Regions from separate parts of the Ovis canadensis genome. Here region 2 is linked to region 1. Evidence: chromatin contacts called from public Hi-C data. All regions are on one chromosome and are shown on one strand. The core of a region is the stretch at or near the end of the contact, and the rest is flanking DNA. Distances in the headings are between cores, read along the strand shown. Region 1 has its middle 78 kb from the start of CPN2. Region 2 holds the start of HES1 (hes family bHLH transcription factor 1).

Evidence for each region. A called contact is a pair of places that touch in the nucleus more often than the background predicts.
Region 2: a contact with region 1 is called in a Hi-C map of lung, with 2.7 times the contacts expected there. The contact joins the promoter of HES1 here to the enhancer-like site in region 1. A contact is called at or near these places in 2 of 2 Hi-C or Micro-C datasets (fibroblasts and lung).

Annotation. Positions count from the first base shown.
Region 1 is chr1:196,478,402-196,485,775 of ARS-UI_OviCan_v2, forward strand. No RefSeq gene overlaps it. Among named protein-coding and RNA genes, the nearest start is that of CPN2, 78 kb to the left of the region's middle. Within about 2 kb of position 2,595, the one cell type or tissue checked has open chromatin away from gene starts, as enhancers often do. A contact at or near this core is called in fibroblasts, where this site is marked.
Region 2 is chr1:196,589,078-196,596,451 of ARS-UI_OviCan_v2, forward strand. HES1 (hes family bHLH transcription factor 1) reads right to left here and starts at 2,719. Exons shown (of 4, transcript XM_069579465.1): 1 at 2,283-2,719; 2 at 2,048-2,143; 3 at 1,731-1,818; 4 at 135-1,055. The coding sequence starts at 2,390. The coding sequence ends at 505.

The DNA.
Region 1 (7,374 bases), core at 1,345-3,844:
CCCCTTGGGTCTCTGCCCAGGCAAGGCTATTAAAAGTCCCCATCAGACCTCGCCTTAGCGAATGAAGGGCTTTGGGAGTGGGGTGGGGGAAGGTAAAGAAAGAGGCTGTGACTCTCTTCTCTTGGAGTCTGGGGGTGGGGAGGAAAGACACCTGCTTTCTTTGCTGACCCCGCTGAGGGAGCCCTTCTGTCTGTCTGGATGGAAGTAACCTGGAGGCTTCTGGACCTAGAAGCTTGGCTTGCTCAGAGCTCTGAGAGGCTCTGGGTCTCGCTGTCTGACCCAGGTGTGTGAGATGTGATGGTTGTGTCCCGCAGTGAAGGATGCTGGGTGAGTCGGGTCTTGTGAAAGAGGAAGGGGCCTGTGGTGGGACAGGTAGTATGACTCCAGGTCCTCTAGTCCCCCCAAGGTGCACTTGGCCCGCTTCCTCATTCCCTGCCTCCTGGCCTGTCTGTCTTCAACTCTCCTTGAAGTGGTCAGGATAGAACTGTTCCATACTTCCAACAGTTCAAGCCTCTCCAGCTGGGTCTTATCCAGTCCACATTGACGTGGAATCAGAGTCCAGGCAGAAAACATAACCTATTCCAGAAACCTCAGCCAAGGGAAACCAGTTATAAAGGCATCGGAAGAGATGAAAGGGCAGATGTGGGTGAAAGCTGGCCTCGAGAGTAGCAGCCACGGGAAAGAAGCGACACCATGCCTGCTGGAAGTCTGGAGCAGAGGGAGTGTTTCCAGAACCCAGGGAGAGCTGGAATCCTGGCGGAGGCTCCCTGGCAGAAATGGGGACCCCCGAGGTGATCTGCCAGATAGAGGGAGAGGGTGTGGGGAGAAAGCTCTGGTTTTTACCCTCCTCTTCCTCGTAGTCTCCTGATTGGTTGGGACTTGAGCAAATGTAGCCTGCAGGGGTCAGTCCCCCGTGAGAGAGGGCAGAGGAAGTGCGGAGGGGAGGGCAGATGGGCAAATGACCTCCCTACCTCCAGCTTGTCAGACCTTTGGAAAAGAACACATCTTTCCAAGCAGTAATCAGGAGCGTCAGCCCTGGAGAGTAAACTTGCCTCTGGAAATGGTCCCAGATCCAGTGATGGTTACTGCAGTTAGTGGTGATGCCCAAGTGTTATCCCTGCTGGGAGCGAGCTGGGGAAAAGGAGGATATGTGTGTGTGTGTGTGTGTGTGTGTGGTAGATCTGTCTCCTTACCTTTTTCAAAGGATAGGAGCACCTCTGGTGCTTTTAATAGAGCACCAGTTTTCACGTTAGGTCATAATAGCAGTTTCTGGGGCAGAAAGCTCCACGGCAGGCCGTGAGACAAATCAATATGCCTATTAGGAAAAGGCACTGGCCTCAGGAACAGGATACCTAAGGCTCAGTCTCAGCTCAGACAAGTCACTTACCATCTTCGAACCTCAGGCTCTGTGTCTTTCAGATGGGGACTGTACATTTTACAGGGTTCTGCAGAAATGCAGGACATCATGTATGTGTGGGGGTTTGTAGACTACAGTGGGCTTGGGTAGAAAAGCCTGTGCCTGGGACACATACCAACACAGGAGAGTCTGCTTGTGGACTTGGTGAGTCCCCGTGGAGTGGGCGCCTAAAACCCTCGTTTTATCATCGCAGAGTCAAAAAGATCATTGGAGTCGGCTTGTCCAAGCTCTCTCCTGAAGGAGAGTCAGTTCTCCAAAGTTTTTGGAGATGATCCTTCCTACTTTTCCTCCTTCCTGCTTTCTCTCCTTCTCTCTTTCCATTTCTCTCCCCGCCCCTGCCCCCCACCTGCCTGTTTTTCTCATTCCCTCTTCCTTCCTCTCTTCCGCAAATATTGGGAGCACTTACTCCCTGGCAGGCAGTGTGCTGGATGCTGAATCCTGCAGCAGGAATGGAGACAGAAGTGCTCATGGATCTTACGGTCAAGCATTTGAAAGTCTGCAAACAGTGTCTGTTGAATACCTCTAGTCACAGCATACAGGATGCTCACTACCTTAGAAGACAGTCTATTTTGTGGGTTCATTTCCCCTTATTTAAACCAAATTCTGCCTCCACGGAATGCTTGTTCTGATCTTTGAAACTAGACAGAATAAGTCTAACCCCATTTCCTATGTCACCGCCCTTAAAATGTGGGAAAATAAACATGGAATGCTCAGAAAATATTCGCACTCTCCAGTTTCCACTTGTAAAGGGGGAGCTGAGTCTCCGTGAAGTTAAATTCCTTAAGGGCATGAGGTCAGAGGCAGGGTGGGCTATCACCCGGGTGCTTGGGCCCGGTTCCCAGGCCACCTGGGGCAGAGGGAAGCTGTGTGGTGGAGACTCACGGAGGGACGCAAACGGAAGTGCGCAGGTGGCCAGGGAGGGGGGCGCACGTGAAGCAAGGGGGTCGGTCAGTGCGGAGGGTGCGGGGTGCTTGTGAGGCATGCTCTGGCTGGCTGCCTAGGACAAGCCTGAGCTCCAGCGTTTCTGAGCTGATTCACTGCTTCCTCTCGCCCCAAAGGAATCCCCTTTATAGCTCTCCAGGCCGGACCCCTGGGTCCCTGGGAATGCTGTCTGACAGCTGTGTGAGTGCAGCCGTGGCCCCTGCACCGGGTGCCAGCTGGGCGTGCTCTGGGAGCCGCCGCCTGGGATGTCAGAGGCGAGCTGCGGCAGCCGCCCTTCCGTCAGCAGGAAGCCCAGCCGCATACACTTGGACAGGAAGCCCCTGCGCTGGCCAGCTGAGTGAGCTCTGGTTTCTCCTGCGTCTGAGGCTTTGGCCCAGCACTGAGGGAGGCGAGCCAGGTGCTGCGGCTGGGCGGCACTGACAGCTCCGCGGGCTCCACCTCGGACTGGGGATATGGGTTCAAGGGTGTGAGCAGAAAAGCAACATGGAGGCTGGGCCAGAGGAGTTGCTTCCTGGAGGAAGGGTGAGGGAGTGGGAACACAGTGTCTAGCAGAGTTGGGCCAGCTGGCTGAGTATCTGCAAAGACTCTTTTGTGATGGTTCCAGACAGAACATGTTCCCTTGGGTTCAGACCTCCAGCATCAACTCACACCAGCTCCAACCTCCGGGCTGCCTCCACCTCCAAGAAAACACAGGATCATCTCTTGGGGTGGGATGTCCACACATTCCCAGCTTGAAAATGACTCCTCTCAGGGGAAAACTCTTTTGTAACATACCAAGCTGCATTCTGAGTGAATTAATAAAATATGGAGTGTGCTCAGCTGGGGACAAAAGCAATTTTACATTCAAGGCTGATAATTTTGCTTCTGAGCTACATGTGAGGATCTTCAAGGCAGCCTATGTGTGCATACAACCACCCCAAGGACCCCCAGAATTTGCAGAGAGTGCTTCAGTTTTTCACAAGTCATTCAGGGACTTTCCCCCGCCACATTTCACTTTCATGAATTGGAGAAGGAAATGGCAACCCACTCCAGTGTTCTTGCCTGGAGAATCCCAGGGATGACGGAGGAGCCTGGTGGGCTGCTGTCTATGGGGTCTCACAGAGACGGACATGACTGAAGCGACTTAGCAGGAGCAGCAGCAGGACAGTAAGAGATAACTGATATCTGAGGACCAAGAGGTAAGAAGATCGGCTCAAGGCCAGGCAGCTCAGCAATGGCAGGGTCAACTTCTGATGCTCTGGAAAGAGACCTAGATGATTGCTTTCCAGGGGCCTGAGCATCTGCTACTCTGCCCTGGACTGTGTGCCTTCAAGCACAGTCACACGGTGGGTTGAGTGGTGCTCCAGGCTGGAATCTGTTCCTGATAGCCCATGGCTTTGTCAAAACCTCCTCCTGGGTGAATTGTGTTTATGGCTTTAGTTGCTCTCCTTGGCATCTCCACAACTTTTAATTTGTGCCATTTTATTTAATTTTTAAAAAATATTTTTTGATGTGGGCCATTTTTAAAGTCTTTATTGAATTTGTTACAATATTACTTCTGTTTCATGTTTCTTTATTATTATTATTATTATTTTTGGTCATGAAGCATGTGGGATCTTAGTTCCCTGACCAGGAACTGAACCCTCGCCCCCTGCATTGGAAGGCAAAGTCTTAGCCACTGAATCACCAGGGAAGTCCCTGTGCCGTTTTAATAATCTAGATTACAACTATAGTTGATGCCTCTGTAATTCTGATTCTAGACCAGAGGTAGGCAATTTTTTTCTAAAAAGTGCTAGATAGTAAATACTTGAAGTTTGTGGTCCATTTGGTCTCTGTTGTAGCTGCTCAACTTCGCAGTTGTTGATGCAAAAGCAACATAGACATGTCAACAAATAGGGTGGCTATGTTCCAATAAAACTTTATTCACAAAAACAGGCAATGGGCTGGATTTGGTAGCTAAACTATAGTTGGCTGACCGCTGCTTTAGAACTCCTTGAAGACAAAGGCTCGTTTGTTCATATACAACCACAACCGCTCTCCCTACTCTCTGCACCCACATTGTGTTGACTATGTTTATATGTTTATACTTTGAACTTATGGGAAAACTGGTCAACCACTTGTAAAAGAATGAAACTAGATCACTTTCTAACACCCCACACAAAAATAAACTCAAAATGGATTAAAGATCTAAATGTAAGACCAGAAACTATAAAACTCCTTGAGGAGAACATAGGCAAAACACTCTCAGACATAAATCACAGCACGATCCCCTATGATCCACCTCCTAGAATTCTGGAAATAAAAGCAAAAATAAACAAATGGGATCGAATTAAAATTAAAAGCTTCTGCACAACAAAGGAAAATATAAGCAAGGTGAAAAGACAGCCTTCTGAATGGGAGAAAATAATAGCAAATGAAGCAACTGACAAACAACTAATCTCAAAAATATACAAGCAACTTATGCAGCTCAATTCCAGAAAAATAAACGACCCAATCAAAAAATGGGCCAAAGAACTAAATAGACATTTCTCCAAAGAAGACATACGGATGGCTAACAAATACATGAAAAGATGCTCAACATCACTCATTATTAGAGAAATGCAAATCAAAACCACAATGAGGTACCACTTCACACCAGTCAGAATGGCTGTGATCCAAAAATCTGCAAGCAATAAATGCTGGAGAGGGTGTGGAGAAAAGGGAACCCTCCTACACTGTTGGTGGGAATGCAAACTAGTACAGCCACTATGGAGAACAGTGTGGAGATTCCTTAAAAAATTGCAAATAGAACTACCGTATGACCCAGCAATCCCACTGCTGGGCATACACACCAAGGAAACCAGAATTGAAAGAGACACATGTACCCCAATGTTCATCGCAGCACTGTTTATAATAGCCAGGACATGGAAACAACCTAGATGTCCATCAGCAGATGAATGGATAAGAAAGCTGTGGTACATATACACAATGGAGTATTACTCAGCCTTTAAGAAGAATTCATTTGAATCAGTTCTGATGAGATGGATGAAACTGGAGCCGATTATACAGAGTGAAGTAAGCCAGAAAGAAGAACACCAATACAGTATACTAACACATATATATGGAATTTAGAAAGATGGCAATGACAACCCTGTATGCAAGACAGGAAAAAAGACACAGATGTGTATAATGGACTTTTGGACTCAGAGAGAGAGGGAGAGGGTGGGATGATTTGGGAGAATGGCATTCTAACATGTATATTATCATGTAAGAATTGAATCGCCAGTCTATGTCTGACGCAGGATACAGCATGCTTGGGGCTGGTGCATGGGGATGACCCAGAGAGATGTTATGGGGAGGGAGGTGGGAGGGGGGTTCATGTTTGGGAACGCATGTAAGAATTAAAGATTTTAAAATTAAAAAAAAAAAAAAACTAAAAATAAAAAAAAAATACTTTGAGCTTAATAGGAATTCAGTGTTAATTCAATGAATGAATACATGAATGAGTTTCAAATGAAACCATTATAGAACTTGTTAGGTTTCAATTCAGATCCTTATCTGGAAGCAATATGACATTGTTGAGTCTAAGTTCATTGGGAAGAAGGGCTTCCCTGGTGGCTGAGATGGTAAAGAATCTGCCTGCCAATGCAGGAAATTAAGGTTTGATCCCTGGGCTGGGAAGAGCCCCTGGAGAAAGGAATGGCTACCCACTCCAGTATTCTTGCCTGGGAAATCCCATGGACAGAGGAGCCTGGTGAGCTACAGTCCATGGGGTCTTAAAGAGCAGACACAACTGAGCAACTAACACTTTCACTTTCACTGGGAGGAATTTGAAGGCTCTGGTTTCAACACCAATTCTGCGACTTGCTAGCTGTGAAAACTTGGGCATGTTGGCTAATCTATCTCAGTCTTAGTTTTCAGGCTGCCCATATGAGACATAGGATGATAACTACCTCAAAGCATTGTTGTGGGATAAATAGAGAAAGCATGGAAAGCTGCGGACCCAGTGCTGAACAGACAGTAAGTGCTGAAGAAATGGTGACAGTTGCTCCTAGAAGGAAGTGGTGTTACTGCTGGAAGCCGAACTGGGCCTCAGCACCTGCCTCTGACACCTGAGAGGACATTGTGAGAATAAGTGGAAAGATATCCCTTGGCCTGGAAAAAGTAGGGTCATGTAGACCCAGGCTCACTGTCTAGAACAGACCTCCTCATCTTTATCCTCCACTTCGTAAGCTGCTCTATTTTTTTAAAAGTCTTTGTTGAATTTGTTGCAATATTGTTTCTGCTTTATATTTTAGTGTTTTGGCTGCATGTGGGATGGAATCCTCACTCCCTGCACTGAAAGGCAAAGTCTTAACCACTGGATAGCCAAGGAATTCAAGCTGCTCTTCTGTCTCCATCTCTCCAGGTCCCATGTCAGAAATCTACAAGTCATCTGCAGATAAGGCTTGTTCCCTCCTATCCCAAGACCAGCAGCCACCAAAGAGCCATCCTCTCCTCCTCCCGATACCCCTCCTGTCACAGTCTTACACCTATGCAGTCGCAATAGCTGCTTCCAGTGGCTCACAGCCCTATGCATTCAACCACTATGCTGTTATGTTTATGCTTCAAAATACACGTTTATCTTGTCCCGCTCAGCTTCTAAAATCTCCAGTGCCTCCCCATTCATAGTAGACCAAAGTCCAGTTTCTTAGCCAGAGCTGTTCTCCATTGATCTCTGTTGGTCTCTCCAGCTTCATCCCTTAGCATCCTTTGCTTGCCATACCACTTGTCCTAGCCTCACAGATGAACTTCACTCTATACATTCGCCTCTTTCGTACTTTTATGTTGTTATGCACTTTTACCTTCTCATACCCCGGAATTCCCATCCTCTCCAAAATGTCACAAATCAGGCATTAAACACTATCCTGTAGCCCTAGAGTTTTTAAACACTGTATTTAAAGGTACTTCACTCAGTTCTAGTTTGGAACTTAGCTCTGGGAAGATTTGTGCCAATGGTATATTAAAGTGTCTGATATATAAGTTCCCTCTTTTTCCAGTGGTCATGTATGGATGTG
Region 2 (7,374 bases), core at 1,469-3,968, 110 kb after region 1:
CTTGATGGGTTTTTAAAATGTTCTTTTAATAACAAAAGGAACCAATTCCTGAATTCTCAGATTATGTGTAATTCAAATTCTGCCAAGACCTTCATTTTTACATATTCTAAAAATAATTCTAAGTCATAAGAGCCTTCACTCTTTTTACTTTTATTATATTTTCTCAAATAAACTTCCCAAAAGGAAGATATTTTAAGAGCATTTTCAAACATCTTTGGCATCACATAAAAAAGAAATCTCGTGTAAAAAACGAAATGTCATCTGAACTTTTATCATACAAAGGCGCAATCCAATATGAACATATAAAATATATACAAATATAGTGCATGGTCAGTCACTTAATACAGCTCTCTACAAAAAAGTAACTTTAGAAATTAAAAAAAAAAAAGTAACCACTTAATCTCAAAAGTCCTCCCTTCTCTCTCATGGTCCAAGTTCCTGTTTATCGTCCGGAGGGAAGAGAGATGGTTTGGGGAATTTAGGGGGAGGGATGGCCTGAGCCCCTCAGTTCCGCCACGGTCTCCACATGGAGTCTGCCGTGAGAGAGGGGCCGCTGGAAGGTGACACTGCGTTGGGGCCCACCGAGGTCCCGCTGTTGCTGGTGTAGACTGGGATGACTGGGCCGCTGTGAGCGAAGGCCCCATTAGGGATGAGGAACGCAAACTGGCCGTCTGGAGCCGGCACCACCTGGAAGCCGCCGAACACCTTAGCCGCCTCTCCAGCAGGGCTGCCCAGCTTGCAGGGCGCGCCGCCGGGAGGGGGCGCCGCACCCCCGGGGATCGGCACGAGCGGCGGCGGCGGCGCGAACGGCGCGTGCTGCGGGCCGCCAGGTCCTGGCGGGGGCGGCGGCGGCGCCTGCAAGGCGGGGTGCGGCTGCCCTGGGTAGGTCATGGCGTTGATCTGGGTCATGCAGTTGGCCAGGTGGCCGAGGAGTCGGGTGCGCACCTCGGTGTTAACGCCCTCACACGTGGACAGGAAGCGGGTCACCTCGTTCATGCACTCGCTGAAGCCGGCGCGGTACTTCCCCAGCACGCTCGGGTCTGTGCTTAGCGCGGCTGCGGGCCAGAAGGAGACGGATGGGTCACCGAAAGGCCCTGGCCCCGAAGCCATCGCCTCCGCCCTGGGAGGTCCTCGCGGCGCGCCTCCCTGACCACCCGCCCGCGGAACTGCCTCTGGGTAGCCGGCTGGGTTTAGAAAAACCCTCCACCTAGCCACACTAGCTTGGCGACAGACCCCGAGACGCTCCCTCTCCATTCCCTGTCGCTTCATTTAACCCGATCTGAAGCCTCAAATTTGCCTCCTCCCCACCCCCGCGCGATGTGACCTTGGATAGTGCCCTTCCCCCTCTTCTGCACCATCCGAGCCTTATTTCCCCTTATGTAGCGGGCGAGGAGGGCGTGCTAAACTAGATGACCCCAAGCTCCACGCAGCTTAAAAACCACCACGGTTCTAAATCCTTTCACCCCCCCCCCCCCCAATCCGCTTCCCCCACTGCCAAGCCGCCCGCCGCCCGCCGCCCTCGCCACTACAACCTCTCTCCCTCCCTTTCCGGAACAGTAACAACTTGGAGTTGTGGCTATAAATAAGCCCCAGACCGTGGGAACGCAAGAGTGAGCCAAGGCAGTAAAATGTAGCTGAATGCCTCTCACAACCACGGGCGGAAGTCTGGAAGAAATCACCGCGGGGCGAGAGAGACGCCGGCAGAGGGGGACGCGGCGAGCCGCTCTCACCCGTCATCTGTGCCCGCTGCAGGTTCCGGAGGTGTTTCACTGTCATTTCCAGAATGTCCGCCTTCTCCAGCTTGGAATGCCGCGAACTCTGCACAGAAGAGGAGGCAAAGGAGGAAAGTGAGAGCCTCGCCAGAGGTTTCGGAATGGTGGGGGTCCGTCCCTCCCCCTGGCCACGGCGGCGACAGCCCTAGACCTCGGCTAGAGGGGCCCAGCTCTCCCGCCTCTGAGAATGCAGTGCAGGCAGGGAAGACCCCGCAGGCAAGGGGATTTCATTCTTAATACCTGGGAGAGAGAGAAAAAAAGAATTACCCACTTACATCTTTTTTAAGAGCATCCAAAATCAGTGTTTTTAGCTGGCTCAGACTTTCATTTATTCTTGCTCTTCGTCTTTTCTCCATGATAGGCTTTGATGACTGTAAAGAAAATTTTTAAAAAAGAGCGCTTGAGTTCCCATGGGACCTGCCATTTCTCCCCGCGATTTTAAGGGAGAAAAGAGCCCCAACCCCGACTTAATTTCTTGGGGGTGCAGGGAAATACAGGTACTGCCCTTACCTTTCTGTGCTCAGATGCTGTCTTTGGTTTATCCGGTGTCGTGTTGACACTGGCTGGGGTAGCAGCCACCGGGGACGAGGAGTTTTTCTCCATTATATCAGCTGGCATTTTCTTTTTCTTTTTTTAATCCCTAGAGAATTTTATTTTTGGAGTTCTTCACACACAAAAAAATTGTCTTGCTTATGTCCCTTTTACTTTATACTTTCTCAAAACTACTGAGCAAGTGCTGAGGGTTTATTATAATATCTTATGGCTACTTGGTGATCGGTAGCGCAATTCCAGGACCAAGGAGAGAGGTAGACGGGGGATTCCGCTGTTATCAGCACCAGCTCCGGATCCTGTGTGATCCCCAGGCCCTGGCGGCCTCTATATATATCTGGGACTGCACGCGAACGGCTCGTGTGAAACTTCCCAAACTTTCTTTCCCACAGTAACTTTCAGCCAATGGGAGGAGGAGACACGCGGCACCGCTCGTGGACCGCGCCCCCCCATTGGCCGCCAGGCACAAGGCCTGGCGGCCAATGGCGCGCGCCTGAGCCCGGGGCACCAGAGGCTACAACGTCAATCAAAAGGATTTTAACCCTTTGCTACTCTCCCTGCTGGCCTTTGCTTTAGAAAGGATTTTTCCGCATTGGGTTTGCTCTAGTTTATTTCTCTTGGGGCTTCGGCCTTTGCTCTTTATTTCCTTTCATATGTAATAGAGCTGCTTTGCCAGTAATAAGTTCATTTGAAATATATATTTTTAAAGGTTTAGAAGGACAGGGATTAAAGGTTATAAATGCAGTGGTTAGAACGGGGGAATGTAAGGGTGTGAGTTACGAAAAGATCTAAGTGATTTCCCTCTCAGACTCCGCACGTTCGGGGGAGGAGGGGGGTGAAAGTTGACCGTGCAAAAAAGGGCAAAAAAATTTTCCTTTTGCATGCAGAAAAGGAAAATGTGCCTCCATCTTATATTTGCAGGTTTTTCAGAGCAAGGTGGTTTTCGATCTCCGCACCCCTCCCCCGATCCGTCCCTCATTTTTCCTCTGGAGTTGGGGGCCTCGGACCCCGCGCTTCCCCAGGAAACAATCAGAATAATTTCCAACTGAGCAGAAAGGAAATGGAATTTCAAATGAAAGGTTAACAAGGGGGACTTTGATGGCAATGCCTCAAGGACGCACGCACGTCCTTGCCAACTTTTCCCTTTCCATCCGCCCCCTCTCGGTTCTGCAGCGCGCCGAGGCGGCCTGCCGAGCGGCAGCCTCTCCCTCCTTCCCGCCCCGCGGGCGGCCAGGGCAGCCTCGGCACCCGGCGCGCGCGGGCCCTTTAAGAGCTACACCAGCCGAGCTGCAGTTTGACATCAGCCGGCCGGCGAGGGCGCGCCTGGAGCCGGAGCACGTGCCAGGATGTTTTATTGCCGCCGCGACTGCGGCCGGGCAGGGAGGATGTGTGTGTGTGCGTGCGTGTGTGAGTGTGTGCGCGCGCCCCGGGGGCAGGGAGGCGGGGGGCGGCGGCGGGCGGCGGAGCGCGGGGGCTGGTTCCTGGTCCCCGGGAGAAGCCAAGAAGGTAAATAGCAGCTGCTGTGCTCGAGCCTGGGAAAACCCCGCCCCCTGCGCCTGGCCTGGGCTCATTGGCGCGCGCTGCGTGTGGGGTGTGTGTGTGTGTCCCTGGGCCCCCCCCTCTCCTCCGGCCCCCGCCGGGCCTGGAATCCGAGGGGGCGGCGGGCTGGGAGCCTAGCCCAGGCGCTGACCAACCGCCCCCACCCCAACTACCCCCGGGCCAAGGTCAGCCCTTCCGGGCGGGGAGCGCACGCCCTGGGGTGGAGAGTGGGGAATTATTCCAACCCCCCCCTCCACCCCTGATTTCGGGCTTGAGGTTTTAACTCCGCCGAAAGCCTCACTTGCAACAGCCCGGGGGAGGGGTGGGGACCTTCTTGTTTGCTCCCTGCCCTGGCCCTCCCTCCCCCCGCGGGGCCCCCGGCGCCCGCCGTGGTCACGAGATGCCTGACCGCACTTAGGAAGCGGCCGGGTCAGCCTCCTGCCTCCGCTCGGCGGCTGCGGTTAAAGCGGCTTCGCGCCGCCCGCCTTCTCTCCGAGTCCAGGGAGGCCGGGCAGCTCCCCCTCGCTGCACCCGGGAGGCCGCCGGCGGGCGGCCGGGAAGAGGCGGGCGGCGCGGGCGGCTGCGTGCTGCCGGCTGGCCGGGCCGCGCGCCGGGAGGAGCCGCCGCCGCCGCCGCCGCCGGGTGCCACGTGGCGGGCGCCGGGCCGGGAGCGCCAGGGCTCTGGCGGCGGCCTCCCTGGGGGATTTGCCGCGCAGGGCGGGCGACGCGCACTGTCCCGGCCGGCCGCCGTCGCCCCCGCCGCCTCCCTCCCGCTCGCCCGCCTGCCCGGGTCGCCAGCCCCCGCGCCCCCACCCCTTCCGCCCTTCCCGCCGCCCAGGAGCTCGGGGAGCTGCTCGGGCGGCTTGGGGCAGCCCAGGAGCCGAGAGCGCATCTTGTTTGATGTCGGCCCCCACCCCACCCCACCCCCTCCCAGTCCTCCAGGCTTAGAGGCCGCCGGAGGCCTGGCACACATTTCTCAGTCACTTCATTCCTTCCTTCCTCTGAGCTCCCCACTGAGATAATGTTGTAAATGATTTCACCAGATCTGGTCCCGGATGAGATTCAGCGGTTCCTGGCTCTGGGTGACCTTGGGCAAGCCCCTCTCTTCCTTTCATTACAGGACGCATGCTCTGTGCCAGACACAGTGTTAAACCCTGGGATTACCACGAGAGATACAGTGGCAGCCTGCAAGGAACTGATGGTCAACTCTGGAGGCAAGCAGAATGATTTTCTGATTGATGACGGAAGCATTCCTCTATTACTATTCTTTTCTCTTAGAGCTTGGGTGATGGCCCAAGAGAACAGGAGAACCTCAAAGAAACGCTGAACCACTTCTGTATGGGCAACACTATTGCTTGTCTATATGGGGGAGAGGGACAGGGATGAATATAATATTAATAGTTCTTGTCCACAGGAAGCCTAGGGCAGAGAGATACTGTACTTTTACGTGCAGCTGACATCTGCCTATTTTCCCATATACTCCTTTGGTAGATCCTAGGCTCAAGAGAGACAGTTATGGGTCTAGATAAAGGAAAATGCTGTGAAGGTCTAGGATAATTGATTGACTCATAAATTGGGGTATCCTGAAAAACTTCCTGGAGGAGGTGGGCCTGTGCTTTGTATATTGAAAAATAGGTAGGATTGGGGCACTGGAGATGTGGTGAGTCATGGGGCTGGAAAGGATGACAGTACCTATGGCATCAACAGCCTAGGCTTTGAAACTTGAGGTCTTTACTCAAGGAACACGGTCTGGAGCCCAGGCTGTGTGACAGGCAAGAGTGTAAGAAGCCACTGGAGGAGGAGGCTTGAGTCTGTTAAACATCTTGCTAAAGACTTTATACAATGGAGAGCTGTGAAATGCTCTTGAGCAGAAAAGGGACATCAAAGTTCTCCTTTAGGAAGATGGTTCTGGCAAAAGAATGGAGAGTGGTTTGCAAAGTTTGAAGGCAGAGGGCCCAGTTAGGAGGTTCAAGGCAGTAAAGGAGGTAAGTTCCTAGGTAACAAGTGTAGACTGACACCTGGAAGCACCTGCCTAGAACCAGCTCACCTGGGCGTTGACTGCACGTTGTCCAGTGATCCAAGTTTTGCAGAAACCTGCTACCCTTTGCTGCATTGTTCCCCCACAACCTGGAATCTAACCAAGAAATCGTTGTGACTGGGACCTTATTTACCTTCCAAGCCTCATTTTCATCTTCCAGAATAGCCCTCAAGTCTGCAGCCAAATCTGTACCTCATTGCAGGCTGAGTTTACTTACTCTCGCCCCTTGGGTTCCTCTCTGGGATTTGTGTTTGTGTGTGTGTGTTCTTAACACACTGCAGAGTGGGCTGTGTCCCATCACATTCTGAAGAAATGATGAACAATGCCTCTTTTGTTGACCTGCAACCTGGGCCAGTGGGGTAGGGCTTTTCTTTCTTATTTTAAGCAGATGGAAAAGTGGTGATGACAGAGAACTGTCTGTTGCTTTTGAAAAAGTGGAGTTTCCCTGTGTGTTTGACATCTTCTTGGTGAAAGGTGATGAGCCTGTGAAGTTACCTGGCTTTCTGCTATGCAAACTTTTCAAGCTTCTTAAAATGCTTCTGCTCAGCATCTGACTTTTTAAAAACTGCATAAATACTCTGACCCAGATTCTTCCAAGGAAAGAAAATCTTCCTTGGGAAGCTTATTAACCCTTTCTGGCTTCCCTCCAGATCTATGAGAGCCAGTGACTTCCTCTATTAAACTCTTGTATGACATTGAATGCTGTTTGCTCTTGGGCCCTAATTAACTAACCGGGTATACCACCCACTGTCCCTTCCAGCCTAAAAACCCTTTTTTCTCTCCCATTTTCTTTCTTCTCCTTGGGATTTGGCACCCTGAAGGTACGTGGAGAATGTTGAACATAGTCAAGTTATGGTCTCACTGCAGTGCCTAAAAAAGCCTCACTGGTCAAATAGTTAATCAACAACTCGTTTATTGCCACTTTAGGAGTGCTTACACTGGTAGAATGAGCAAATAGTTTAAACACACACACATATTTTCAGGTAGTTGGTCAAAATTTTGCCATGAATTTGTTTCTAGGGCAGATAAACAAACAAACCTATGACATCCTAGCCCTCATCCCAGTCATTCAAGAAGAAAGTCTCCTTGCAAATGGGCTCAGAGACTTTTTCAGCATCTTTATCCTGGGCAGTGAAAATAGCACCAACGGGAGACTCTCTACACCTCAAATGGGAAATCAAGTTCCTACACTCAAGAAGAACCTTTTTGGTTTGGAAAGCTCTTAGAAAAAGTCTTCATTTTTCCCTCTTCCTTGTCTCCTCCCCCCTCCAAAGCACAGAGAAAATTGAAACTTGTTCATCAGAGGATGTCACTTTTTTGATCCCCCTTTGAGACAAGCAAGACACAGGAATCTTGCCCACTGTATCATGCCCAGGGGCATCACAATCAGGGGCTGCCCTGATTTCAAGGGTTTGTCTCCTTCCTTTCTGCCCCATGAAGGGTGATTTTTCTCCATCTTATTGCATCACCTGTTTG